Linked DNA regions of Mus musculus: regions 1, 2, 3, 5, 6 and 7 are each linked to region 4. Evidence: chromatin contacts called from public HiChIP or PLAC-seq and promoter capture Hi-C data. All regions are on one chromosome and are shown on one strand. The core of a region is the stretch at or near the end of the contact, and the rest is flanking DNA. Distances in the headings are between cores, read along the strand shown.

The links. Promoter capture Hi-C pulls out the DNA fragments that hold promoters and counts their contacts. HiChIP or PLAC-seq counts read pairs in DNA pulled down with a chosen protein or histone mark.
Region 1: a contact with region 4 is called in a promoter capture Hi-C map of liver, with 2.9 times the contacts expected there. The contact joins the promoter of Adprhl2 here to the promoter of Meaf6 in region 4. A contact is called at or near these places in 6 of 39 promoter capture datasets (the 3T3-L1 cell line, 3T3-L1-derived adipocytes, frontonasal cranial neural crest and 2 more), 1 of 484 Hi-C or Micro-C datasets (B cells) and 1 of 115 datasets of contacts at active chromatin or transcription factors (astrocytes).
Region 2: a contact with region 4 is called in an H3K4me3 HiChIP or PLAC-seq map of embryonic stem cells, with 6 read pairs. The contact joins the promoter of Thrap3 here to the promoter of Meaf6 in region 4. A contact is called at or near these places in 6 of 39 promoter capture datasets (the C10 cell line, cranial neural crest, hippocampal neurons and 3 more) and 5 of 115 datasets of contacts at active chromatin or transcription factors (astrocytes, embryonic stem cells, large pre-B cells and 2 more).
Region 3: a contact with region 4 is called in a promoter capture Hi-C map of pre-B cells, with 2.7 times the contacts expected there. The contact joins the promoter of Trappc3 here to the promoter of Meaf6 in region 4. A contact is called at or near these places in 8 of 39 promoter capture datasets (the 3T3-L1 cell line, 3T3-L1-derived adipocytes, the C10 cell line and 5 more) and 5 of 115 datasets of contacts at active chromatin or transcription factors (embryonic forebrain, embryonic midbrain, extraembryonic endoderm stem cells and 2 more).
Region 5: a promoter capture Hi-C map of liver shows a contact between it and region 4, with 3 times the contacts expected there. The contact joins the promoter of Sh3d21 here to the promoter of Meaf6 in region 4. A contact is called at or near these places in 4 of 39 promoter capture datasets (embryonic stem cells, hippocampal neurons and liver) and 2 of 115 datasets of contacts at active chromatin or transcription factors (embryonic stem cells and pancreatic cancer cells).
Region 6: a promoter capture Hi-C map of the HPC-7 cell line shows a contact between it and region 4, with 4 times the contacts expected there. The contact joins the enhancer-like site here to the promoter of Meaf6 in region 4. A contact is called at or near these places in 10 of 39 promoter capture datasets (the 3T3-L1 cell line, the C10 cell line, the HPC-7 cell line and 6 more), 2 of 115 datasets of contacts at active chromatin or transcription factors (embryonic forebrain and forebrain) and 2 of 9 other capture datasets (adipose tissue and pancreatic islet).
Region 7: a promoter capture Hi-C map of pre-B cells shows a contact between it and region 4. The contact joins the promoter of Stk40 here to the promoter of Meaf6 in region 4. A contact is called at or near these places in 15 of 39 promoter capture datasets (the 3T3-L1 cell line, the C10 cell line, the HPC-7 cell line and 11 more), 1 of 484 Hi-C or Micro-C datasets (B cells), 6 of 115 datasets of contacts at active chromatin or transcription factors (astrocytes, embryonic forebrain, extraembryonic endoderm stem cells and 3 more) and 2 of 9 other capture datasets (adipose tissue and pancreatic islet).

What each region holds. Positions count from the first base shown.
Region 1 is chr4:126,320,331-126,323,806 of GRCm38.p6, forward strand. It overlaps Adprhl2 (ADP-ribosylhydrolase like 2), which reads right to left and starts at 1,373. Exons shown (of 6, transcript NM_133883.2): 1 at 1,112-1,373. The coding sequence starts at 1,340. Tekt2 (tektin 2) reads right to left here. Exons shown (of 11, transcript NM_001357262.1): 6 at 3,309-3,452; 7 at 3,027-3,141; 8 at 2,790-2,897; 9 at 2,490-2,633; 10 at 2,242-2,321; 11 at 1,791-2,089. The coding sequence ends at 1,876.
Region 2 is chr4:126,200,646-126,204,304 of GRCm38.p6, forward strand. It overlaps Thrap3 (thyroid hormone receptor associated protein 3), which reads right to left and starts at 2,065. Exons shown (of 12, transcript NM_001356455.1): 1 at 1,925-2,065. It overlaps Gm25323 (a small nuclear RNA gene), which reads right to left and starts at 632; the gene lies at 530-632.
Region 3 is chr4:126,260,512-126,264,349 of GRCm38.p6, forward strand. It overlaps Trappc3 (trafficking protein particle complex 3), which reads left to right and starts at 1,894. Exons shown (of 5, transcript NM_013718.2): 1 at 1,894-2,026. The coding sequence starts at 1,985.
Region 4 is chr4:125,082,845-125,086,733 of GRCm38.p6, forward strand. It overlaps Meaf6 (MYST/Esa1-associated factor 6), which reads left to right and starts at 2,317. Exons shown (of 8, transcript NM_001374123.1): 1 at 2,317-2,422; 2 at 3,301-3,416. The coding sequence starts at 2,333.
Region 5 is chr4:126,161,490-126,164,978 of GRCm38.p6, forward strand. Sh3d21 (SH3 domain containing 21) reads right to left here and starts at 1,852. Exons shown (of 16, transcript NM_001162533.1): 1 at 1,736-1,852; 2 at 1,477-1,634; 3 at 1,313-1,376; 4 at 964-1,082; 5 at 687-777; 6 at 479-534; 7 at 246-291; 8 at 34-134. The coding sequence starts at 1,739. It overlaps Thrap3 (thyroid hormone receptor associated protein 3), which reads right to left. Exons shown (of 12, transcript NM_001356455.1): 12 at 2,593-3,489.
Region 6 is chr4:126,084,808-126,088,279 of GRCm38.p6, forward strand. Oscp1 (organic solute carrier partner 1) reads left to right here. Exons shown (of 10, transcript NM_172701.3): 8 at 1,736-1,875; 9 at 2,899-2,962. Among named protein-coding and RNA genes, the nearest start is that of Lsm10, 10 kb to the right of the region's middle. Within about 2 kb of position 1,359, at least 67 of the 459 cell types and tissues checked have an H3K27ac peak or open chromatin away from gene starts, as enhancers often do. A contact at or near this core is called in the HPC-7 cell line, adipose tissue and neural stem cells, where this site is marked.
Region 7 is chr4:126,102,268-126,106,236 of GRCm38.p6, forward strand. It overlaps Stk40 (serine/threonine kinase 40), which reads left to right and starts at 1,690. Exons shown (of 11, transcript NM_028800.3): 1 at 1,690-1,879.

The DNA of each region.
Region 1 (3,476 bases), core at 123-2,622, 1.2 Mb after region 4:
ACTGTAGCTGTCTTCAGACACCCCCAAAAGGGCATCAGATCCCACTGCAGGTGGTTGTGAGCCACCATGTGGTTGCTGGGATTTGAACTCAGGACCTCTAGAAGAGCAGTTAGTGCTCTTAACTGCAGAGCCATCTCTCCAGCCCCAAGGAGAACCTCTTCTGCAGTGTTACTGGGACCATACTGTAGGAAAAGGAGACTGCCAAAGTGAGCTCCCCCCAAAGGGAAACTCAAGGCCAAGAGGAACCAAGCAAGCTAGTTAGGAGTTGAACTCCTGGACTTAGCACTGCTGGAGGCCAGAACTTCCTTTGGACTCTGTCAGTTCTTTCCACTCAGACCCTCTTAAAATGTGTTTCCTGCAGCCACAGGGTCCCAACTACCACTCAACCTAAAACACACCTTTTTTTTTTCCATCTTACCAAACCATAATGAAATAAAATTTGTCTTATCTCTGCTTCCTTTAACACCCGTTTTCCATGTTCTCGACCAACTCGACATGGTTTTCTGGGTCCAGACTACCCTGACTTTTCTGTAACACACCAGTGTCCTAGTCTTGAAATTCTTTCCTCTGGTTTTGTTACCATCCTTCCTACTTCTCGGCACACCCCGTCCTTCCTCGCTCCTTCCCCTACCTCTAAATGCCTCTTAACTCGTGGAGTCCTCTGGGGTTCTGACGACGGCCCCCTTCTACTATGTTACATGCTCTTCAAGAAGAACCAAGTCTTCTACTGACATCTGACCTGGAATCTGAGGACAAGCTGCGTTTGCAAGCGAAAGGAAGGGACATGTCTTAACAGGCTAGGGACAGCCCTCGCCGACGCCCACATCGGGCCAGCAGTTTGAGAAAGCTGGTCACGACGGAACTGGCCACGCGGGAACTGGCTCTAGCCAAGGTTTTAGGCGAGGCCTGCGCTCTGAATGTGGTCATGGCTGGAGACCTACAACCACGGAGAGCTGGAGCAAACCGATTCGATCCAGGGGCCTTCAGCCTCGTGACTTCGTGGGAGCTCGCCGCAGGAGCCTCCACCTCGGCAGCCTAGTCTGCGCGCGCGCCCCCGAGTCTCGGTCCCCTCGCCCAGGGGTGGGGACCCGATCGGTGGTGCCCCGCCCACCTGTCCGCGCGCTGCCCGGCGTGCCCGGGTCCGGCTCCAGGCTCTCGACGTGACTCAGGACTGATGCCAGGCTGACGGTATCGTGTGCCTCGTAGACAGCGCCCACGCAATCTCCCAGCAGCGCGCCCGCCAGGCAACCTCGGAAGCGCGAGATGGAGCGGGCCGCACTTGCCCCGCCGCCCCCCGCCGCCGACATCGCTGTAGCTGCTGCCGCCGCAGCCACCGCCATCCGCGCGCGGACTAGTCGCCACTTCCGGCATCGATGCTGCCGCCTCTTTGGTCGTCTCTTCCCCGCGGCCCCACAGCGCCCCCTTGTGGCCCGGAGTCTCAGCCTACGTCCTACCCCACAGCGCCACTCAACGGCTGGGAGTCTCAGCGCCCCATAAGTACTCGCACGCTTCGCTTTGGCGCTCCCTACCTTCTCATTTGTAAATGGCACCACAAATGCGGCCGACAGCTCCCTAAAATCCCGCGGAGGACCCTTTGAAAAGCACCTGAACAAGAATGTTGCCCACTCAAAGCCACTGCTGCCCGCGGGCGATCACCTGTATCTTTACACCCGTATTCCTTCTGGAGTCGCTTTGGACTCGACCCCTATGAAGTCTAGGCGACTCCATCGCTCAAGTGGACTGTCTCACTCGGTCAGCCACTCTCATGGGGTAGCAGAAAAGAGCCTGGCTTGAGAACTCCATTTTTATTATTTTACTGTCCCCTCACTACTCCCCCCTCCCACCAATCTTGTGTCTTCCCTCAGCCGCCAAAGCCTAGGTTAGCTCCAGCTGGCAGATTTTGAGTGGACTCAGTGTGCGGTTTGTCGTGCGCGTGAAGGTGTCCACCTGGGGCACAAATTTCTCAGCCGGCACCGTCAGCTTGCGTCGGGTGTCCATACACTTGGTGTCCAAGAGCAGGGTGTTGGTCTTGCACGCGATATCAGCCTGTATCCGGGCCAGGTGCTTGAACAGGGCATCCAAAGCGTTCCTGTAACGCAAAGCATCGGGAGCTCAGAGCCCTACATCAGGCTGCAGGGGCCAGGACATCTCACCAGCATAAAGCCCAGAGAGACCAGCAGGCACTACGGCCCCATGGTTGAGCAGTGCCCCCCACTATTCCTGCCCACTCTCTAAACCTACTGTGTTTGGGCCAGCTTCTGCTTCATGGTATTGATGGTTGCCTCTAACTGGTGGACTTCATCAATGAGGCCATACTGTGTCTGAAGACAGAGGGGCAGGATGGGGTTTTCAGTTCAGCCGCAAGACCCTTCAGCTGGTCGCATAACTGCCTTGGACCAGAATGCTTGTTCCACAAGAAACGTGCGAAGAGGGGTAATACTGAGGTCTCCTTAGCAGACAGGGGTGGTCCCCACCGGGGCCCCTTGTACCTGGTCCCGGCAGAGCTCCACATTGGACCGGTAGGTTCTGGACTCCAGCCGGGTATGTGCAAGCTTCAAGTTCATCATCTTTCTACGCAGGTCCTCCTCCAGGCGCCGAATGTCTCCCTGCAGCTCGGCTATCTCTTCTAAGGTCTGTGGCAGACATTACTGTTCTCCACCGGCAAGACTCACACTAGGGCTCCCAACTGAAGCTTCAGGGCAGGGTTCCTTATGCCCTGCCTCACAGCATGGTGGGAAAGGCAGGGTGGTGGGGTTGGGGGAGGGTAAGGGGGTGGTGGTGACACTCACATTTTTCTCTTGCCACTTGAGCTCACTGTAAAAACTCTCCATTTCCCGAAGCCGCTTCCTGAAGGTGAATTCTGTTGCAACCCTCTGAGCGTCCAGTTCATTGTTGGTCTGCATGAGGAGGGTGAGCCAGGCCAGAAGAGGGTGTCATGGCCTTGTGAGATTGCTGTTTGAAGTCAGGGAAGGGCTAACATGTGGTCAGTGTGGAAAGAAAGACAGAGGTGAGTTGGGCTTAGTCACCTGAGCAATAGCTAGGGCAATGGCTTCCCTCAACTCTATGGACGCTTTCATTTCGGCCTCTGCCCGGTTCTTGTTGAATCGAGTAAATTCATCCCACTGCTGCAGTGTGGTGGAGCTGTGGAGGCAAGCAAACAATGGGGGTCACTGGGGCACACAAGGAAACGATGGGGTCACAGGGACACACAAGGAAACAATGGGGTCCTAGGGACACACAAGGAAACAATGGAGGTCACAGGGACACACAAGGCACACAGAAAGGACTGACTGAAACACTGGTCTTACTCTTTGGGGATGCGTGTGGGGTTGACTTTCAGAGAGATGTTTGGGGAAGTGAGGTTGAGAGAGAGGCAGCCCCTGTCGATCTCCAGTGTCTCCATTTTGTCCCGGTGGTCAGAGTTGAGTTGCTGCCGAATTTCCTGCAGGAGACTGGAGAAGGAGAAGACACTGGAG
Region 2 (3,659 bases), core at 815-3,314, 1.1 Mb after region 4:
CTACATGGGTACTAAAAGAACTGAAAAACAAATGATATTTGTATTAAGTGTGTTCTGTGTGTGTCTCTCTGTCTCTGTATCTGTCTGTGCCTCTCTCTCTCCCCTCCTCCCACCACCCCACTCCTGAGACAAGTTCTCACTATGTAGTTCTAGCTGGCCTGGAACTCAGAAACCTGCCTACCATTGCCTCGGAGTGTTATGATTAAAGACAAGAACCACCACACCCAGCCATCCAGACATGTAGTAACCTTCAACCAGTTCTTTTTACAAAATGTAATCAAACCAGAGTGGTGGGCTCACCTTTGCGAGGCAGTGGGAGGCTGGAATCTTGGGTCAACCAGAGATACACAGTAAGACCCTGTCTTCAAAAAACAAAACAACACACACAAAAACAAGTTGGGTGTAGGGGCAAAAGCCGCTCTAAGGTAGAGGTAGGAGGCTCAAGAGTTCAAGGCCAGTATCAGCTACATACAGAGTTCAGAGGCCAGCCTGGACCTTGTCTTAGGCAAAACAAAAATTAAAAAAAAAAAAAAAAAAAAAAGCAATCATGCCAAAATAGCTGCATTTGCGCAGGGGCCATTGCTAATCTTCTCTGTATCGTTCCAATTTTAGTATGTGTGCTGCCAAAGCAAGCTCGCTGCATTACTTTTTGATTCACTAAGTACTAATATTAATTCAAGATACACATCTGCAAATTAACTAAAAACTACAAAGACCAACTTTTCTCCACAAGTTTCAAGGCACCAGCCGTCTTTAACATTTATACAGAATAATATATACACCTAAGCTGTCTAAATAATAGGATTGACTACACACGGACAGTATTTCCACAAACAAAACTAGGAAAGATCTGAAAAAAGACAGTTGGATACATGCCTTTCGACTTAGGACCCACAATCGAAAACTCCCATACCCGGTAACAAGGGGTTAACCGTCAGTGAATTTCGTTGAATATTTACACTAAAGGTAGCCAGGGTTGTGCACTGCCATTTTAGAAAAAGAAAAAAAAAAACAAAAAAACTTAAGTACGTTAAAGTAAAAACTGAAATTTAAACGCAAAAGCTGATAAAGCCGTCTTTCTTGGCTCTGTCCTATAACGTCCTTGCCATATTGTTTCTATCCAATTAGCAAGCTCCTCGTTAACATAGGACTCTCACCGATGGCTTCCAACTTCTGGGCCACCAATGTTGCCGCCAACTACCGCCGCCACGCTCCACCCATTAAGAATCACAAGAGCAAAGAAAATAAGAGAAAAGTTGTTTAAGTGTGGGACACAACTGCTTCTCACCAGCAGGGCACACGCCAATCACCGAAGGAACGCAAGTCGGCCTCACTTGCAACCAAAGGAAGAAAGTGGGAACTATTTTTCCGATAGGAAATAAACTTGGAATAGGCCTCTTTTGGCCAAGAGAGGAAGAAAACAAAACAAAAGAACAAACAAGTTTAAAAAAAAAACAAACACAGAAGAAGTACTAACATTTAGTGTGCTAGCAGCCACATGGGCCCTAGAAGACAGAACCAGGCCAATGGAGACTGGTGGGGGAAGGGCGTGCAAGAGTTCCCGGAAAAAAAAAATTCAAATAACGAGGTTCGTAAAACAGGATTTGGGGGGCGGGGGGGAGATGGAGTTGGTGGAAGCCGTCGTTCCCGCACAGTGCACAGAAGTGTGCAAGCTGTTTCAGAGAGAAGGCGGCCGGAGCCCGGAGAACTAGGCCGGAGCGGAGGGAAGCGGAGAAGGGCGGGGAGGGGGAGGAGCCGATGGAGCAGGGCCCGCTCGGAGCAGGCCCGGGCCGAGCGTGGAGGAAGCCGCCGCACGCTAGGCCTAACCCTCGCCGGGGCCCAGCCGGCGCCCAGAAAAGAGGAAAACCCCAACACACAGAGATTAGCTGAGCTGTCCTCACTCCCATCAACTGCGTCCACTCACCTTGACCGGCCGGAGCGACTACAGCTGCAATCTCGCAACGGCACAACCGGCCCGAAGCTCGCCCCCGCCCGCTAGCGCGCCCCGCGTCCCCGCTCTCCGACGACGGCGGCTACCGCCTCGCTCCGCTACCTCCTGGGAAATGTAGTCCTAGGTTTCTCTCTCCTGACTCACCGGACGTCCTCTCGAACTCTATTTCCCACAAGGCAGAGCGAGCGTTGGGCCCGCCGCTTTGCGTCACGCGCCCGAAGATCGGCGGTCACGTGGGCGACTGCGTTGCGCCTCCGTTCCCCCCTCCCCCCGCTCCCGCCTGGGTGGCCTGAGGAAGAGGGAGGGAGGTGGACGGAAGGGGCCCGGGCGTTGCTGACGCCACTGCCCCCACCATTTTGGAGAGGCCTCTCCGGGGGACTGAGGGAGGGCCCGAGCCCCACCCACTCGTCTTCTGCTTACGTCCCCGGAAAGTCTCTAGTTTGGTGGCCATCAGGCCTCTTGGCATTCGTTCTGTGCCTTACCCTTCCCCTGCTTTCTGACCTTGAACAGATCGTTGTATAAAGTGAGGCTCATAATTTGTACCTCACAGAGTTGTTGGGAGGTCCCCGACAAAGGAAGGCACTTGATCACCCGGAACCCAGAAAACGCAACGCAAAATGGAGAAGAGTTGTTTTGATAGTGTGATCTCAGGGGACCCAGAAGTCCGTTGGATCTCGGTCTCTCCTACAGCCACCTCCTGTCCCATTTAATGGCAATAAGAGCCCAAAGAGGTTTTTAGTTTGGGGATTTTTTTCATGGGGAGCGGGGATTCTAGACAGGGTTCTCGGTATACTGAAATACTCTAGGTAGAGCAGGCTGGCCTCAAACTTGGCCCAGAGAAGTTTTTTAAGAACATGGGCCCAGGAAGTATATTAGTACCTGTGGAACCACAAATGTCCTGGAAAGTGAAACCCTGGGATTTGTGTTTTCTCCTTGGTTTTTGTTTTTTGTTTTTTTTTGTTTTTTGTTAACTTTAATTTTTAGAACAGAATCTCCCGTTGTATGCCAAGCTGTCCTGGAAATCACCGGGTAGCACAGGCCGTCCCCTAAACTCAAGGCAGCCTTTTCGTCTCAGCCTCATTCATGACTGCTGAGCTTACAGATGTTAAGTCACTACGAGGCTGTTTCTCACATGGTCACTAAGGTTTTTTAGAGCAGTTTGGTTTTCTCTGCACTTGCTTGCCTTAGTGAATCCTGCACATGTAAGCGTTCAAACGTCACCTTTTCTGTCATGCATTTACGAGCTACTGTACTGCTGTAGCTATTGAAACTGTTCCTGTTCAGATGGAAGGAAGGGTATCCAGGGATTCGGAAGGCCCAGGAACCGCTACGCTCTGAGAGGAAGCCTCTTCAGCAGAGGCATTGCAGCTCGGGAGCCTCAGCCCTGATCTTTCTTCTCTTCTTCTCTTCATGGCTTCTTTTCTTCTTAGCTTCTTCCAATGAGAAAGCCATACCAGGCAGCAAATCTCATAAAGCAGATTTATTGGGAGGGTTTGGGGTACAGAACAAAGACTCGAAGAGTAGTGGCTGTTTCTGCTCCTGGCAAGTGAACGAAGGACAGGGGTTATATATATAGGATTTATTCGGAGGCGGGGCTTTTCAGGGCATGCAGAGATTTCCGGAGTAAGGATTGGTGGGATCTCAAGTCCTGAACTTGGGGAGCTCAGGGATTGGTGGCTTTCCCCCACCCTCTTTCCTGTATTGAGCC
Region 3 (3,838 bases), core at 644-3,143, 1.2 Mb after region 4:
GGATATCTGGTTTCCTAAAAGTCTTACTCCCTACAGGTGGTAGAGAGGGAGAGGGAGGGGCTGGAATTCAAAATTGAAGGGAGAAGTCCAAGAACTTGGGGCCTGCTGTGTAGGGAGTTCTGTCTTGTTTGTGCTGGAGATGAGACCCAGGGCCTTGCCCATACAAAGCATGCGCTCTACTCCTGATCCCTGACAGCCACCCCAAGGAGTTTTCAGGTTGCAGTCTGAGCAAGGATGAGACCTTACAGATCAATACATGTGCCCCGCCCCCACCCTTAATTCAAAACTGATGACTCGGAGAACTGTCCCAAAGAAAAGGCAGGGCCAAGTTCGGGAATCAGAGGCAGAGAGGGGGGATAATGAGTCCGTGAGAAGTCAAGGAGAGGCTCCACCTCCAGTCTGTCCAGAACCGCCCTGCCTGACAGCAGGCTGGGTGGGGTCAGGCGGCTGCCTGTGACTGTGACTCAGGTTTCTGTGGGCAGCCAAGGCAGCCGGCAGGGAGGAGCCCAGACCGACTGACAGGCTGGCCAACTGCTGTTTTCACCTCAGCTGTCCCCTCTCCTGGGAATGAAGGAGGCTCTGGACTAGCCTCACTGCTACTCTCCCAAGGCTACAGACTTCTGTCTTCTTCTTCTGCTCCCTTCTAGAGACCCTCATGCAGCCTCCTGAGGTCGTGCCACAGGATGGAGAGTCAGGGATCTCTGCCTCTAGGGAGGCCCCGGAATGTCTGTACTACAGGGAGAAGGCTATAATAATGATTGGTCCTATAACCTCAGGGAAAGACTGGGAGAAACCCTTGCCCCCCTCCAGCCTTCTCCTAGCCTAGCTGGCTCAGTATCTGGACAGAGCAGTTGTCATGGTGAAGGCCGGGTGGTACACAACAGTATATAGTTGCTGCAGAGACAGACAAGCAGGCTGAAGCGAGGAGACCTGAATTCCAAGCACAGTGCCCACAGGGCTGACCACTAAGGAGAGACGGCCGGAGCCAAATCCAAAGGGCTGTGGTCAGTGATGACAGGGCTTTGCCTCTGTGAAGGGTAAGAAGGGTTTGGTCAGCTAGCACATTCCTCAACGATTGTTGGGCTGTGTTTGGATCTGTTGGACTGTCTTGATAGTGTAGCTCGAAGGGAATCACATTTCCTCTGTGCCTTTTCTGTGCCCACGATCTGTGCTCATGTCTCATTAATATTTACAGCAACTGAAAGAACTTCAGCATCTGGCCTCAGATGGCAAGCCTGGGATTAGAACTCGGCACTGAGTGCCACCACAGCCGGCATCTTGGTTTTTCTGGGAACTAGGCAGGGTAGCTGTTCTAGAGAAGGGACGGTAAGTGATTTGGATTTGTTAAAAAGGCCACAAGTGTAAGGATGCAGGGCTTGGCTGTGTTTGGGGTTTGGGAACAGATGGCAGTTGAAAGAGAAAGCCGTTAACTATCCTGACATAGAATATGTGGTCATGCAAACTTTTTATAATGAACTTTAGACCTCTGTGTGAGCCATCGCTAGTTTTTCAGGACATCCTGGGCGCTTCTGGAGCTGATCTGCAGCAACAGAAAACAGTTCGAAATAGGGACTTTCCAAGACCAGTCTGGGAGAGAGAAGAATTTGCAGAACATCACAGTGCCAGTCGTGGGGGAGGAAAATAAGGACACTCTGTGGACAATGTAGGACTACCACAAGGTGCGGATGCCACCTAGCGGCCATAATGGTGCAGCCACCCGGGCGCTGGTAGCATTCCGGAGCTGCAGCTCGAGCTGAATCACGGGTGGGACTTCCGGGTAGAACTGCCGGATGCTGTAGTCTGACTTTGGTCAGCCGAACCACAAGTCCCGGGGTCCTCTGCGCCACACCGCGCAGGCGCAGTGAGGAGGGGCCGGTCAGTCCTAGACGCTGAGGGGCCGCGGCTGGGTTGAATCGGCGACTCCCGGGGTCTGGGATCTGGGTTGTGAGGAGGTGAGGTGAGGCGGCACTGAACGGTGGGCACCATGTCGAGGCAGGCGAACCGTGGCACGGAGAGCAAGAAAATGGTAACTGAGCGCGTGACCCGGCGGGCCGGGCGGAATCGAAGCTTCCTGGGAAGGGGCCTGGTGCTGGCGCTCCAAGTGATTGTCAAATGAGTCCTGCTGTGAGCTGTGGGATGGGGAAGTCCCAGTGTGGGTCATTCCCTAGGCGTCCGGCGCTGGGGCAGCTTGGGGGGACCCCTGAGTTGCCCCTCCGCCCGCTACACCCAGGTCTCTCGGGGTCGAGTGCTAAACCAACAACAGCGACGGTAATCAATAACAGTACCAACCATTTACTGATCTCTTACTGTGCGTTTGGTGCTAGGCTATTGCTTCCATTATGTCATTATCACAAGGTAACCTCTTCTAGGTGGATAATGTTATGGCGTTTTACAGCTCAGTGAAGTTTATGGGACATCCAGATTTACACTTCGGAAGAGTTAGGATTTAAACCCATGCCCCTCCATTTCTACAGTGAATATTTCAGCTTTTCACTATGCTTTAGGCATTGTGAGACTTAGACAGTGGTCTTGTCAGAAGGGGACTTGCCATCTAACATTAAGGAGTGAGCCGGCCTAAGTATTCAGTGGCCCCTGTAATGGTTGAGAGGATAACTGTGGTTCCTTCCCTAACCTGGGAGTAGTGGGACAGGATATAATCCCAAAAGGCTGGGCTGGGCTGGACTGGGTCTGGAGAGTCAGGTGGATATCAATTTTCTCCGAATCCCAAGGAAAGAGGCTTTCTTGTCAAGTGTTTTTTGTTTGTTTGTTTGTTTGTTTTTAGTGTATTCTTTTGCAGAACTGCCCATGCTGTGCCTTTGCTTTGGAGTTTCAAACTGAACATCTGGGAGCGGAACTGTAGCTCCAGTTGGTAGAGTGTCTGCTTAGCATGCACAAGGCCCTGAGTTGAATTCCCAGCACCACGTAAACTAAGCTTGCTCATGCATGCCTGTAATCCCAGCCCTCGGATGGTAGAGAAAAAGGGTCAGGAATTCAGGGTTGTCCTTAGCCCGAGATAAGATGGAGGCCAGCGTAGGCTACTTGAAGCTACTACTTGAAACTATTTTTAACACACAGAGTGTTGGGGACGTGGGGTGTGGGGCTCACATCAGGTTTGGGAGGTAACTCAGTGGTAGGATGCATATGCAGGATACTCTGAATTCAGACTTCAAAAAACAGCGGGACCAATCCGAGGTTGCCTGCCTGCTGACTAGATCTGGAAACCTATGTACTCCACTCTGGACAGTATGATTCAGTATGATTAGACTTTGTGTCTTATACCAGGAACAGCCAGCACAGGTGGAATCCCTGTTATTCCAGGCTGGTTCTTCCCCACCCCACCCCACCCCACCCCCAGAGCTGAGACTCTAACCCAGAGCCTTGTGCTTGCTAGGCAAGCGCTCTACCACTGACCTAAATCTCCAAGTCCCTAGGCTGGTTCTTTATAACCCTCGGACCACTTTCAAGACACAATGACAGCAATGATTCATCTCTACACAAATATTAAATTACACAAACACGAACTCAGTGATCAAAGCTGAGTTGGATCCTAGCACCGCAAACACAAAATGCAAAAACCCGACATCATATACACACATTTCATATACACACATTTGTTTGTATTTTCCAGGGATTTGTGTGGGCCTCAGCATACTCTGGGGATGGTAAGTTAAGAATCAGTTTTAGGGGACCGAGCATGCACACACACACATACACACGATGGGGGAGATTTCTGGAAGAAATAACAGTAGTTGAGAGTTTTGTGCTAGAAAACAATGTCATCTAGAAGAAAATATACACATGTTCCTTGGCATTTTCAAGTGATTATTAGTTTCTTTAG
Region 4 (3,889 bases), core at 1,067-3,566:
ACAAAAAGAAACAAGATGGCCAAGAAATTTATTCCTGACATTCAAAGCCGCTACATCTGAAAGTCCATCCACGTTCTCCACCATGTTATGTTTAAAGAGGGGCTGGAGCAATGGCTACGCTGGCAGGAGACACAGGTTGCATTCCTAGCCCCGACATGCTGGCTGACAACTGTGACTCCAGCTCTCTCTCTGGCTTCCACTGGTACCATGGTACAGACACTTGCAGACAAAACAGAAAAGAAAAAGTCTGAAAAAATATATATATATATTTAAAAAGCTAAGGATGGCTGGGCATGGTGGTGCACGCCTTTAATCCCAGCACTTGGGAGGCAGAGGCAGGTGGATTTCTGAGTTCGAGGCCAGCCTGGTCTACAGAGTGAGTTCCAGGACAGCCAGGGCTACACAGAGAAACCCTGTCTAAAAAAAAAAAAAAAAAAAAAAAAAAAAAAAAAAAAAAAAAAGCTAAGGATGCTGAGCCACAAAGGCGACATGTTTACCATGACCACCACCCTAAGGCTTAGGGGCCATTTCAGACGGCCAGAGCCAGAGGTCGGGGAGGAATGAGGTGAGCAGTGCCTTCTCCACATGGACAGGTCAGGGCTGCTGTATTCAGGAGCCCAGCAGCTGTAGCTGCTTACAAAAGACTGGCCTAAGATCAAGCCAGTCATCTTGGCAGCATGTAGGAGAGAGAGGTGCCCAAGCCTCCATCCCTAGCTAAGAAGCTATCAACAGTGGGTGACTCCTGTGGGGGAAGAGTCAGCTTTAAGGTGTGGGCCCTGGTAGGTTGATCACTTTCCATTGGATGATCTCACACCTATAAATATATGGGCATCTCAAATTGGGACTCAGTCATTAAAACGGGGCAGGGGGAAAAGCTGGAGAGAGGATGGATCAGAGCTCTCCCCCAGGACCCTGGTTCAATCTCCAGCACCCACATGGCAGCTTACAACTATTCCTCCAGTCCCAGGAGGATCTGATGTCTTCTGGTCTTCTTGGGAATTGCATGCATATGGTACAGAGACATACATGCAGGCAAAACACTCATAGACATAAAAAGAAAATTTCCAAGGTCTGATTGTTATTTTTTTGAGCCTAGGCTAGCCTCAAATTCTCTGTGTAGTTGAGGCTCATCTTGATTTTTTCCCCCTCAAAACAGCTGTCCTGTCTGTCTTCGAGTCCCCTGAGTGCTGGGAATAAAGACATGTGCCACCATGCCTGGCCCTGGGAGGTTCTTCTGTGGGCCAGGCTGGCAGGAAAGGAAGAGATGCTAGACTCAAATTCAGGGATTTGTGCAAGCTTGGGCTTAGGCAGATATTTTACCAACTGAGTTTCATCTACAGCCTTGACTTTCTTTTTTGGGGGGTGGTGGTGAAACTGTCTTATATAGTCTTACTGGCCCAAATACTATGTAGTACCTTGACCTTCCTGCTTCTTTTACCGCGGCCTCTTGGGTGCTAGAATTATAGGCATGTACTACTGGAGAGGAACAAGAGATTAGTGAAGAGGTTTGTGAGAGAGAAAATTAGGCAAGAGGAGTTTTAGAAAATTGAGAATTTCTCATACCTGTTGAACAATATACATCTAGGGCATAGAAACCCAAGGACATCCACCCATGGGGGCAAAGAACGCCACCTAAACTACGAGTGACGTTGCTGAGCACTGAGAATGCAGAGGTGGGCTCAGGGTGTACCTGTAGAGTGCTTGCTTCGTCTGTCCTGAGATCCATCCCCAGCACCTATTAACAGCGGGCATGCTCAACACATGGAATCCCAGCAGTGGGAAGGCAGAGGCAGGACGATAAACTCACGGTCTGTTTCTGTTCAATACCAGCCTGGATACAGTTCTGGATCTGAAGATAGAAGCTAATTCTTTCATAATCCTTCCCCTCCGGCAAACCACGTACAACAGGAGATCTGCTTGCCTGTGCTAAACCCAGCAAGATGTTGGTTTGGGGATCTTCTCTGCAACCCGGTTGGTGGGCGGAACCTTGCTCAGGTTTTCCACCTGCAGTTGGGTGGTGTTGCAAGGACCTCGTCTGCCGGGAGACATATGGAATACTCAACAGGCCTATGCTGCAGCTGGGTTCTCGATGTAGTGAATGTCTGTGGGTGTCTGTTAAGCTCAGAGGCCCACAGTGGAGCAGCAAGGAAGGTCCCACACGTACAAGCGCCTCTCCGCGCCGGCTTTCGCGCGCTGAGCCGGCCAGCTTCCCCGGAAGCCGCGCGCGCAGGCGCGGTGTGGGGGGTCGCGCCCCCTGGCGGCCAGCGGCGACAGTGCGCAGGGTCCGCCTACTGGTCGCGCGCCGCCGCCTCCGCCGCCGCTTGAGCCCAACATGGCGATGCACAACAAGACGGCGCCGCCGCAGATCCCAGACACCCGGCGGGAGCTGGCCGAGCTGGTTAAGCGGAAGCAGGAGCTGGCGGTGAGTGGCCGAGGCCTGGACGCCGTCCCCACTTGGCCTCGCAGGCAGCTCCGGAGGCGAGGACGGCGGGCAGCCAGGGTCTGGGCGCTCTGGGCGGCCGGGCGCGGCGCGGTTCCCTGCGGCGGCGCGGTTCCCGGCCTGCGCTCAGTGGGGCGGGGCGGGGCGGTGAGGGCGCGGGAAGGGCGAGAGGCAGGAGGCGGGGACGACGCTCAGGTCGGGTTAGCGGTTGGAAAGGAGGCGGCTAGACCCCGGCCTGGAGAAGATGCACGATGGATTCCATGGGCGGCGCGTTTCAATGGCCGGGGAATGTGGTGTATTTGAGGATGCCAAGGAACGGGGCTGGCGGGAGACCCAAGACGCAGCCTAGGGAATTTGGATTGGTGACGCGCACCAGGAGCCGCCGGCACCCTGCTGACTGCCCTGTAGGCTCCCGCCTTTTACGGCGAGCATCCGGGAGGCAAAGCTCACCTGAAGCTGCCCTTCCAGGTTTCCATAGCAACCGGCATCCACTGCGGGCGGCCCTTCCAGAGCTAGCAGGGAGGAAGCAGTTGATGTAGAAGAGATGCTTTTGAAAAGCTGTTCACCCTTCTCGCTGCTGGTAGCAACACATTTAGTGAGTGAGAATGGAGACAGCTCACGGTCTGTCTCATCCCTGCTCGTGACAGCTAGGTTTTGCCTCTGAAGTAGATGCAAAATCTTGCATGTGTGTGCATTTTCTGAGGATAGACTATACATTTCATTCTATTTATAAAGGGGTCCATCACCCCTACACTTCCACAGAAATGGTTCATTGTGGGTAAGCTTGACTTTACAAGTCTGTGACGGAATTTCAGTTTGCTTAATGCTTGTTTTTCCCTGTCCCTGTTTTCATCACCTAGGAAACACTTGCAAACTTGGAGAGACAGATATATGCTTTTGAAGGAAGCTACCTGGAAGACACTCAGATGTATGGCAATATTATCCGTGGCTGGGATCGGTATTTGACCAATCAAAAGTGAGTGTCAAAATCTAGTAGTATTAGCTGAGCACTGGTGGTGCACGCCTTTAATCCCAGCACTTGGGAAGCAGAGGCAGGTAGATTTCTGAGTTCGAGGCCAGCCTGGTCAACAGAGTAAGTTCCAGGACAGCCAGGGCTATACAGAGAAACCCTGTCTGGAAGAAAAAAAAATCTAATAGTATCTCTCCATTTTATCCTCTACTAATATTTGGCTGCAGGATTTTTGTTTTGATTTAAAACATGGTCTTACTATGTAGCCCTGGTTAGCCTGGAACTCACTAAGTAAAGCAGGCTGGCCTCGGATTCACAGATCACATAGCTCTTTCTCCCTCTGACTTCTGACTGATAGATTTAAAGGTATGGACTGTCATGTCCAGCTTGGGACATTTGCTTTTGGCATTTACTCTGCAAGGAGATGGTAGAGCCGTAGTGTGGAATGGGGTCTAAGCTTGAACTTGTACTCTGACGGC
Region 5 (3,489 bases), core at 602-3,101, 1.1 Mb after region 4:
CTTACTCTTCTGTAACTCCTAATCCTCTCATACCTTTCTCAGAACTTTCACCAGGTCCCCCTTCTGCAGTGCCAGCTCATCTGGGGCCTCGGGTTGGTAGTCAAATAGGACCCTGCAGGTCTCAGGGCAGGAGACTAAAAGAAGGTCACTCTAGTGTGTAGCCCTTCCCTCCGCAGCCAGTGACTCCCTCCAACAACCTAGCCAGTTCACCTCCCACATAGATCTGGTACCGAGGGAGGGCTCACCTGTCCGCAGGTAGTCTGGAGGGCTGTCATATGTCAAGTTGCTCAACTATTGGGGGCAGAGAAAGGGGGGAATGAGACAAGTGTCAAGCCATTTTAAGAATTCGCTGGGAGTTGGAGATTTAGCTCAGTGGTAGAGCGCTTGCCTAGCAAGCCCAAGGCCCTGGGTTCAATCCTCAGCTCTGGGGGCAGGGGGGAAAGAATTCGCTGGCTGTGCCCACCATGACCCAATTTACCTTAGGAGGCCTCTGTGAATTTGGGGTAATTGGCGGTATGTCTGTATTTCCAAGGCCTGCAGAAGAAGAATCGATGGTGTTAGGGAGGTGCTAATTTAGCTAGGTCAAGGGAGGGGGCCAAAGGGGTCACGAGGTCAGGAGGGTCACTGGGAAGATCGCTGAAGATTGCTGAGTCTGGTCCCAGGGGATCACAGGGTCACGGTCTCACTTGGGGGCCCACTGTCCAGCAATTCCACAAAGTTGGATGGGAAGGCTCCCAACTGCCCGTTCTTCTCTCCCAGCCACCAGCCGTCCTCAATCTGGGGAAGGGGAAGGATGCGGGAGCATCTGGTTCTGTCCAAGAGTAACTGAGGTGTCCATCCTTGGTTCTACCCAAGGACTACATCCTCCCCAGCTGCCTCCCTTCCCATCGCCCCCACCCTTACTTCACTTTCTTCTGTGTGAATAGCTGCAGCATCTCCCCAAGTGCCCCCAGGACCCCTCACCTCCTTTATCACTTCCAAAATCTCCCCAGTTTGAAGCGTCAGCTCGTCTGCCTGCTCTGGGCTGTAGTTGAAGTTCACTCTGCACCATCTTTGGGGGTCCCGAGAGTTGATGGGGTGACCTAGGCCAGACAAGCAGGGAAGCAGCTCTGAGCAGGGAGCCCCGTCTGCAGCACTGGGGAAGAGTTGGACCCCAGAACTCCCTTTAGTAGCTTCAGGCCCCGCCCTCGAGCGGAGCATTGTACTTCAAGCCAATCAGGGGGCTGCAAAATAGCCGCGGGTGCCCCACCCACAGCCGTCATGTTCCACGCGGGCAGTGAGGCCCCACCCGCCGGCCCAGCGCCCGACTCACGGCGACTACGGCGCGGAAAGCGCGGTCTGGACTCGGTGACGCCCCGCAGGGCCTCCGGAATCTCCTGGGAAAATCACATAGGGGCGGCACTAGGCACAAGGCCCGAGGCTGAGGCCAGGGCCGCTCCTGCTCCCCCGCGCAGCCATACCCGTACCAGGCCTCACCTGCACCAGGCGCTTGGGGAAGCGACCGCGGCGGCCCCGCAACTCCCCAAGCAGCCAGCCCCGAGCGGGCCCCGCGCACACCTGCCGGATCACGTCCCCCGGAGCCAGACTCAGCTCGTCCTCCGTCTGCGCTCGGTATCTGGCCAGGACCAGGACCTCTACGGGCGGAAGCGAGCTAAGAAAGGCTGTGGGGACGTCCGTGGACTTTGCCCTTCGGAAAGTGTTTAGAAGAACCCACCCCGAACCCCCACACACATACCCATGACTTCTGGGGCTCCCTGCGCAGCCTGACCGTCAGGCTGGGCATTGGGTGCTCGGAGGGCGGGCGAAGCCGCCAGGCGGTAGACTGGATGTGGATGAGGCGGAGACTCGAGTCATAGGTCAGGATCCAGGTAGTAGGAGTGGGCGGCCTGGCTCAGCAGGTTGGGCCCCAATTCTTGAAGGAGGAGTCCAGGGTCTCAGCCCAGGGCTGGGGTAACAGCTTCCCCAAGAGCTCTACTTTAGCCAAGTCTCCCAACCTAGGCCAGACTCTATGTCTTTTATAACATTTCCTGGCCCACCCTCTTCTGGCTTGCAAGTTCTTAGCTGCAGGGGAAGGTGGAAGAGGTACATACCAGGGTGGGGCCATTCCTGGGAAAGTGGCCCCAGATAGAGATACTAGCTCCTGTCTCTGAAAAGCTATGGCGGGTATATTCCAAACTTCAACCCCCCCTGAAGCTTCGACTCACTTGGGGGCCTAGTTGGATTTCTGATAACTACTGCAGATTCTCCTTGGGGAAAGGCAGCAAGAATCAACTTTTAATAAGGGCTGGCAAGAGTCTGAAGGTTAGGGTCCACCCAGTTTACCAGTTGGGCTAGGCTCACCTCTTCCTTGTGGGTTAACATATAAAGGCCGAGCCAGCTCACTGCAGCCTTGACCCCTGCCCCAGCACCAAGGAAGCCAAAGTCCTGACTTCTGGCATGGTAGCTAGGTTTGGTTCTTGGAGGAGTCAAAAACACAGAATGCACAGCCTCCACTGAGAACAAGAAGTCCTTCTTCCCAGAGACGAAAACTATGGTATATTCTATGGGACCTATTAACCCAGGGTCACTCACACAAGCAACAAACACAGTCCGTTTACATCTGCCACTTCATTTATTGTTTTTATTTGCAGGAGGAGTTGAAACAAAAATTTAAGGGTGTTTTTTTGTTCTCCCCTAAACATGAATCATTCAAGTAAAACCAACATAACTATTGAAATTAGCAAAGTAAAGGGAAGTATGCACAACAACCCAAGAGCGAAGGCTGGGGAGGGAGGAGGGTGCAGTCGGCGTCCAACAGATGCGCGCAGGCAGCGGTTCACCTGCTGGGGACCGCTGCCCCGGAAGGCAAGCACAAGGACCCTTTAATGAGGATGCCCCCCAACATCTGAAAATGTTTCAACCCAAAACGTAAGGTTAAAGAGAAAAAAAAAAGGAAAAACCCAAAAACACACAACCCCACAGACCACCCAGCCATAACCACCATCCTTAATCATAGGCGTTTCTTTTCATTTTATAAAAAGATTAATAAAAAATATTGAAAAAATTATTTTCTCATCTTGTATTTGTAAAGATAATAGAATTCAGAAGTTTCTTAGAAAACCGTCCAGAAACTGCCCTCCAGTTTCCACTCCTCTTGCTGAAGACCAGCAGGACTACAAAGGTTGGGACACTGGAGCTGCTGGTGGAGAATGGGAAGCCCAGCCCAGGAGAAATGAGACAGAGCAGGGTGCATGGGGAGGCTGGGAGCAACTCCACGGGATACATGGCTGTGTAGAAAGGGGAACACGAGGTGGTCAGAAAGGCCTTAAACTCCTCCTCAACATACAAAACCGGTTTGTACAAGATCCAAGCAGTTTGGTCCCAAACTGAGGTGAACACTTCAATTTTTATTCACATGCTTTGTTTTCTCTTAAGAGTCAAAGTTGCCCAAATTAAAATCTTTACACTAATATTACTATATATCCCCTAAAAAGAAGAAAAAGAAAAAAG
Region 6 (3,472 bases), core at 109-2,608, 1.0 Mb after region 4:
CAGGACCTTCTACCTTCCTTTAAAATGAGGTTTTCATCCCTCTGAGTTCCGTATGCGCAAACTCTGGGACAAACCATGGACTGTTCAGTTATTGAGTGTTCATGGAACCAAGTCCCAAGGTGTTGGGTACCAGCTTGGCGTCGATGTGGTCCCACCCCGAAGAGGCTTTTGGTTCTCTGGGAAGGACAATGGTAGAAACGAACAGCGAGATGGAAAGACACTGACAGCTTACGCCAGAAGACCGTGCGCTCTGTCCTCTGGGGTGGGAGCAGGGGGCAAGGGAACACAATGGTTTTCAGGGGCAGCGGCACGGAAATAGGGCTCCGGAGTAAGCAAGACACCGCATAGCAGGGGAGGAGAAGTGGGTGCCAGCCGTGGTGGTGGGATGAGCACAGGCAAAACAAGGAAAACAGTATCCTTTCTGGAGCGGCAGCGAGTCTCCACATAGCTCCATCTTCTCGCCGCAGAAGCAGGCGGCAGAGGCTTTACTGGACAGGACGACACCGGGGCCTGATTAGAGAAGGTTGTAACTCCTTTTTTGTTTGTTTGGTTGGTTGGTTGGTTTGGTTTGGTTTGGTTTAATTTGGGTTGGGTTTTTTGGTTTTTCAAGACAGAATTTCTCTGAGTAACTCCTGGAACTCTCTCTGTAGACCAGACTAGCCTCAAACTCACAGAGATCCACCTGCCTCTGCACCCCACCCCACCTCCAGCGCTGGGATTGAAGGCATGCGCCACCATTGAGCTCCATTTTCTCCTTTTTCATTTTTTTAAGATTTATTTATTTTATAAATGTGAATACACTGTAGCTGTCTTCAGCCACACCAGAAGAGGGCATCGGATCCCATTACAGATGGTTGTGAGCCACCATGTGGTTGGTGGGAATTGAACTCAGGACCTCTGGAAGAGGTCCTCTTAAACACTGAGCCATCTCTTCAGGCCTCCATTTTGTTTTTTGGGGTTTGTTGTTGTTTTTTTTTTTTTTTTAGTTTTGGTTTTTGGTTTTTGGTTTTTCGAGACAGGGTTTCTCTGTATAGCCCTGGCTGTCCTGGAACTCACTTTGTAGACCAGGCTGGCCTTGAACTCAGAAATTCACCTGCCTCTGCCTCCTGAGTGCTGGGATTAAAGGCATGCCCCACCACGCCCGGCTTCCATTTTGTTCTTTATGCGGTAGTCAGGGGACTTTGTTTCAAGCAAGACAGAAATAAGAGAGTGTGTTTTCAGTAACTGACAGTAGTGAATTGACAGTAGTGAAGAGTAGAGCCCAGATCCACGTAAGAAGGTAAAGTCTAGAAAGGGTGGTGAGAGAGGAACGGCCTACTGTGTTCCTGGATGTCACCACCAGAGGGCAGTATGGGAGTTCCTCCAGAATGGTACCCACTGAGCTGCAGGCCTGACAGGAGCCGCCTGGCAGAGGGAACTGGACCTGACTGAAGAGGAAGCAGGGCCCTTCTCTCCTCCCGAGGAGGAAGATAGTCTGAGAAGTGTGGTCCCTGGGGCATTCCACTAAGCTTCAGAGTTGAAAGTCTGTGGTTTGCTTCTTTGCTGGAGTCCCACTGCTGCTGAGCTTGCTTTATTATTCCGGCTAAGCTTGCTTTCTGTGCATTAGTTGTACCCAGAAATAATTTAAGCTGTTATTATTTTTGCTTTGTTGTATAATTCTTCCCTGCGTCTCTGGGGTCTTGGCAGGAAATGTGTTTGCCCTGTGTGGCTACAAATCACACCGTTGTTTCTACAGGAAAACATTGTTCCAAACCCTCTTGCCAAAGAAGAGCTGAATTTCTTGGCCAGGCTAATGGGAGGGATGGAGATCAAGAAGCCGAGTGGCCCTGAACCAGGATTCCGACTGAATCTGTTTACGACCGATGAGGAAGAGGAGTATGCGTTAAGCCTGCTTGTCTGTCTGTCTGTCTTTCTTTTCTCTTTTTTCCTTTGTCTTTTTTTTTTTTTTTTTTTTTTTGGACAGGGTTTCATATAACCCAGATGGCCTCAAATTCACTATGTAGCCTTAAAGTCCTGATCCTCCTGCCTCTGCTTCCGAGGTGCTGGGATTACAGGTGTGTGCCTCCGCACTCCATTTATATGAGATCAAATCCAGGGCTTTTGTGTATGTTGGGTCTAGTACCCCACAAACCAAGACAGTTCCCCAGTCCTAAACCCGTTCTTTAAAGATATATAATGCATTCTTGTCCCTGTGGCTTAGATGGAGTGTAAATACACATATAAACCCCTACGTGGGATAAGAACACAGACACGACAACTGCAGACCAATACACACAAGCACAGATGCAAAAGTCACCAGTGACCAGCAATCCATGCTGCCCTGAATACAGACTCCCTGGGGCTTCCTGAAGTCACTCCCCCAAAAGCTCTAAAAGGAAGCTAAACAAGAAGTGTTAGGATGTGTTAGGAGATGACTGGACTGAGCTGGCAAGATGGCTCATCAGTTAAAGGCCCTAAGACCAGGACCTGCATTCCAGCTCCGGGACAGAGGGAGAACCGACGCTCACAGGTCATCCCCGACTCCCACGTGCCTGCCATGGCACGCGGGCACACACTCATGAACACACACAGATATGGAGTGTAGGACCCCCAGCTGTCCCCAAGTCATTTAAACTGACGGACCACAGATGTCTTAGTGGAGGCTGATTTGCACTCTGGATTGGAGGGGCCTCCATGTGACCTGGGCCTCAGAACTTGCTGAGAGAAGAGAGGGAGAGTGTTGGCAGATAAGCAAAAACATGTGACTTTCTGAAATATAAGGATGGGGGGGGGGTGTGAAAGGGCAGAAGGAGACACAGAGAAAACAGGTGTCCATGTTCTCATGAGGTGGCTCACCGTACTAGGAAGAGGAATCATGAACCGTGTAACCTTAGGCCTGTCTCTTCCTGCCTCCTGTAGACACGCAGCACTGTCCAGGCCGGAGGAGTTGTCCTATGAAGTCATCAGCATACAGGCTACACAGGTATGTGAGGGGCCTCACGGGCTCTGGACCTATCCTCCTCAGCACTATCCTCCTTGGAAAACTTTTGCTCTTCAAGCATGGAGATGGCTCAGTGGTTAAGAGCAGTGCTCAGCACCCATATGGTGGCTCACAACCATCTGTAACTGCAGTTACAGGGGATCTGTGGGCACTAGACATACAGATGATGCACACACATACATGAAGATAAAACACTCATACACAGAAAATAAAAAGAAACCTTCATGAAAATTGGGCAGTGGTGGTGCACGCCTTTACTTCTATTTTACTTGGGAAGCAGAAGCAGGCAGCTATTTGAGTTCAAGGCCAGCCTGATCTACAGAGCAAGTTCCAGAACAGCCAGGGCTACACTGAGAAACCTGTCTCAAAAAACAAACAAACAAACAAAACAAGCCAAAAGATCATCAAAAGCACCCTATTCTGTTTTTCCCAAAGCTGAACCCTTGATGGCATGATAATTTAAGTACTTCCTGCCCCAGAAAGGACACGCCC
Region 7 (3,969 bases), core at 440-2,939, 1.0 Mb after region 4:
GCCAGTGAGCCAGAGTTGGAGAGCCAGCAGGAGACTGTCACCACCCATGTATGTCCCAGAGATCCATGAGTTGGTGTCCTGATGACAGTTTTTTTTTTTTTTTAATCTCCTCTGGCTGGCACTTTCTCCTCCTCTGCTTTGTTAAAACTTCTATATTTTGAGTCAGCTGAGAGCCTACCAGGAGTTGGAATGGTGGTGTCAGCGCCCAGTGATTCATCTTACTGGTAATTAGTGAACTGGAAAACCCAAGATTCATCCCTGTCAAAGGCAGGGCTTCCGGAATCCTTTTTCTCCTCACTTTGTCAGAGAGAGGAGCAAAGTGGGCCGGCCTTCTGGATGCCTGCCTTTGAGTCACGTGCCTCCTAGAGGTTCCCCGACTGAGACCAGTGGGCATCTATAGGGTGTGGTTAGCTGGATGTGAAACTCCTTGGGTCCTCCCATGGTTGGTGTAATGTGTTATCCCCACTTGGGCAGCCAGGATTTACACTGAATTACCTAGTTTGTAAGTGATACAATGGGGATTCAAGCTCTAGCCTTTTTGGAACCCACGAAACTTTCTTCAAACCACAGCCCAGCCATTATTAGCTGGGTGTCACGGCAGAGGTTACCCTCTCTCTCTGAGTGCTACCTTCTGCATTTGTTAACAGGTCTCTAAAAGTGCCTCATTTTGCATAAGACAGGGCCTTAGGAGCTGGTATCATTACTAGTTATTCAGCATTATCTGCAGCTGAATGGCCACCAAGCCAATCAAAGACATTAAGAAAGGATTCAGGCTGGGACTTCATTATGAAGACCAGCCTTCGGTGTCCTAGCAGGGCTTAGTCGTGTCCACGTGTGTCTACACGTGGATCCAGAATGACCCAGGGGAGGGAAGAGTGTCATCAAGTACACTTGTTAACTCTGAGACAAAGGAGTGGGACTATGGCCGCTGGTACTGCTGCCACCGAGCCCTTCTGGCCGCTTCTACACGGCAGTGGACGGAAGCCAGGATTTTCGAGGGCCCCCAGTGAGTCACCAGACTGATGCAATCCCTTTAAAGGGCTCATCTGCTGGTGCAAGAAGCTGATTCATGGAGGGCGTGGCTGCTGAAGGAGGAGAAAGGACGGAAACTGGCAGGAGGGAGTGAGGTAGACAGCCGGCTGAAGTCGTTCATTGGAACTCTTCACTGCAATCTCCCTGGACAAGACTCTAGGGATGTCCAAGATGAACTTGGCCATCTTTGGGGTTTCTGAAGGGCCTAAAGTGAAATGAATTGTGACAGTAGCGACAGCCAATTCTTGACTTCTCTTGTACCCAACTTCAGCACTTTCCCACACAAATTTCCAGAAGCCGAGAAATGGGGAGCAAAGAAAGACTACTTTTCTAAAGAATGCAGTGCAGTTGGCGGGTTTTGCAACCACTTAGAGACGTCCCCAACCCCAGCAAGGAGAGCATAAGTCGGTGAGGTTCTGCAGAGCCAAGGCGGACCGGCGCCTCTGTCCCAGTCCCACTGTAGATGTAGATTAGCGGTAAGTACCGCCCCCTGACTGTCCAATCACTTTACAGATTTCGACCCAGACTCCACCCAGAACCAATTGGCGATCTTATCTGGGCTTCCTGCCTGAAGGCTTCCGCCCATCCTGAAGATGGCGCACCAACCCCAAACTCAGGCGAGGGGGCGGGAGGCGGGGCCGAGAGCCTATGCGTCACTTCCGTTGTCAGGTGGCGGCGCCGCAGCCATGGAGGGAGGCGGCGGCGGCAGCTCTGGCGGCTGCGCTGGGAGGCGGCGGTGAGCGGCTCCCACGCCCCCGGCCCGGCCCCGGCCCCCGGGACGGAGCGCCGAGCAGCCCCGACTCTGGGCTGCGGACTATGGGCAAGGAGCGCTGATTCCCCGGGAAAGGTGAGTTCGGGGTCCCGGGACGCGGAGCCGGGTGGGGGCTGCGTGCTGGCGGGGCGGGCCACCGTGGCGGAGGGACCCCGGTGACAGCCCGAAGCTGACCGGCGCGACCAGAACGGCTATAGTGAATTCCCCCTCCGCCACTGGAGGTCTGTCCTTCCCGGCAGCGGGGGCGTCGGCTGCCGGGAGCCTCGGTCTTTTGCCGCAGCCCTGGGAAATGGGCACTGCTCGCCTTGCCCAGACCCACTCAACCAGTCATCGAAGCAGCCGGCGTTTGGCCCGCTCTAGTTTTTCTCCCAGAGAGACCCGCTCCTCCTCTCCATGCTTCTCTCCTGACCTAGAGAGTGACTTGAAAGTTAGAACGAGTCCCCAAGGAGAGCCAGCCAAGGTTTTCCTCCTGGAGCCCTCACCCGTTGGCACCAACACCATCGCTGCTGGGGAATTTTCACATCCTGGGCGGCGTTCAGGTGCGAGTCACAGCAACCTGCTTGCCAGATCCACGTTGGGCCGGTCTTCACCGTGGGAGAGCTTGCTGTGGTCAGTGTTTCACCTGCCATCCTGGTCAGGCCCGCCCATTCCTACGATGCTTGGCCCCACCTTTCAATCTTGGGTAGGAGCTTTCGGATTCCCGGTGGCTTCTCCGTCCACCCCCACTCCCCCAGGTTGTTGGCAGAAGGAAGAGCTGACAGCCACCTTCGGTGGCAGGATAGACTTTGCTCTGTTTTAAGTCACTGGAGGAAACCGGTTGGCTTTGCTGGTTTTGAGAATCATTGAGGAAGAGGGTAGTCACGCTGGGCTGGGCGCCTTTCCCTCTCGGCTGAGTAGTTTTGCATGAGATAAGGAAGAGCAAAATCCTATAGCCCTTATTTATAAACAACGTTGTGAGTTCCTCCTTAAAGGCCCTGTTATTTGATTGTGGATTAGACTATCTCTGCCAGAGATAGTCCCCATTCATTCATTCATTCATTCATTCATTTTTCTCATAACAAAAGGGCCCTGCCTGTAGAGCCTAGTGCTGTGTAGTATTCGTAGGCTTTGGAGGCTCACTCCTTAAAGCCTGGGATTAAAAGTGTGTGTCAACCTTGCTCTGGACTCCTTAAATTCAGATTCTGGTGCCGCTGCTTTCTGGTTGCCCGACCTTGGGTCATTTGTATTCGTCCTCATTTGCAAACCACTGGCCATGGTAAAAAGAGTCATTATGGAGAGTTGCGCTAACACCTAATAAAGAGGTTCTTATCCGAACTAGTTCACTGTCCAGCTAGAGGAAACTGACCTGCAAGCAGATAGGTGAAATGTGATCTACAAAAGCAACAGAAACTGAATGCTGAGGGAGCCCAGTGGGGAAGCTGCTAGCTCAGTCTGGGAAGCCTGAGCAGTAGTGACAGGAGGATAGTGACTGGAAGGACAGAAAGGGGGAGGGAGGCTTAGTCATGTAAAATGGGAGATGCTATTTGGAGAGAAGTACAGAGAGTCAGAGAGAGACAACCTTAGCTGTGTCAGTAGAGTGGTATGGAAGCCGACAGGGCACAAAGTAAAGCAATATAAGTTAATAAAAAAAAATGAACATCTCATGGATCATTTGGAACTTTGTGTCTAGTGCACAAGAGGCCAGTAAGCTTTTAGCTGAGGAGTGACAGGACTAGATCTGTATCTTAGATCGCATTCTCTGTGAGGAGTTGAGGAGGGTGAGAGAGCTAGACACTTCGTCAGAGACCATCACATGCTTCCAAGAAGAGAGTATAGACCTACTGGACCTGTGCTGAGAAGGCACCGTGTGGTCAGTGCTAGGTGGACAACCCCTTCAAGTGCTCCCCAAAGTGCTCTTCTCTCTCTGAGATCTCAGGTTGTTTAAGCTGCTGGCAATGGCAAGGTAGGACTTTCCTCCCAGATGTAAGGGGGGTTTCATTTTCTCTCCTGTGCCTTTAACGGAGAAGACAGTAGTTTGAAGCGGTTAAGAGCTTTTTTGGCTCAAACAGGTCTACTTCTAATCCCTGCTCAGCTAGCCAGATTTCTCACTGTAAAAAGACACAGTAGGACTTCTTCCGCAATAGGGCTGTCGTGAGGATCAAGACAGATGTTACAGAGTTAGGACT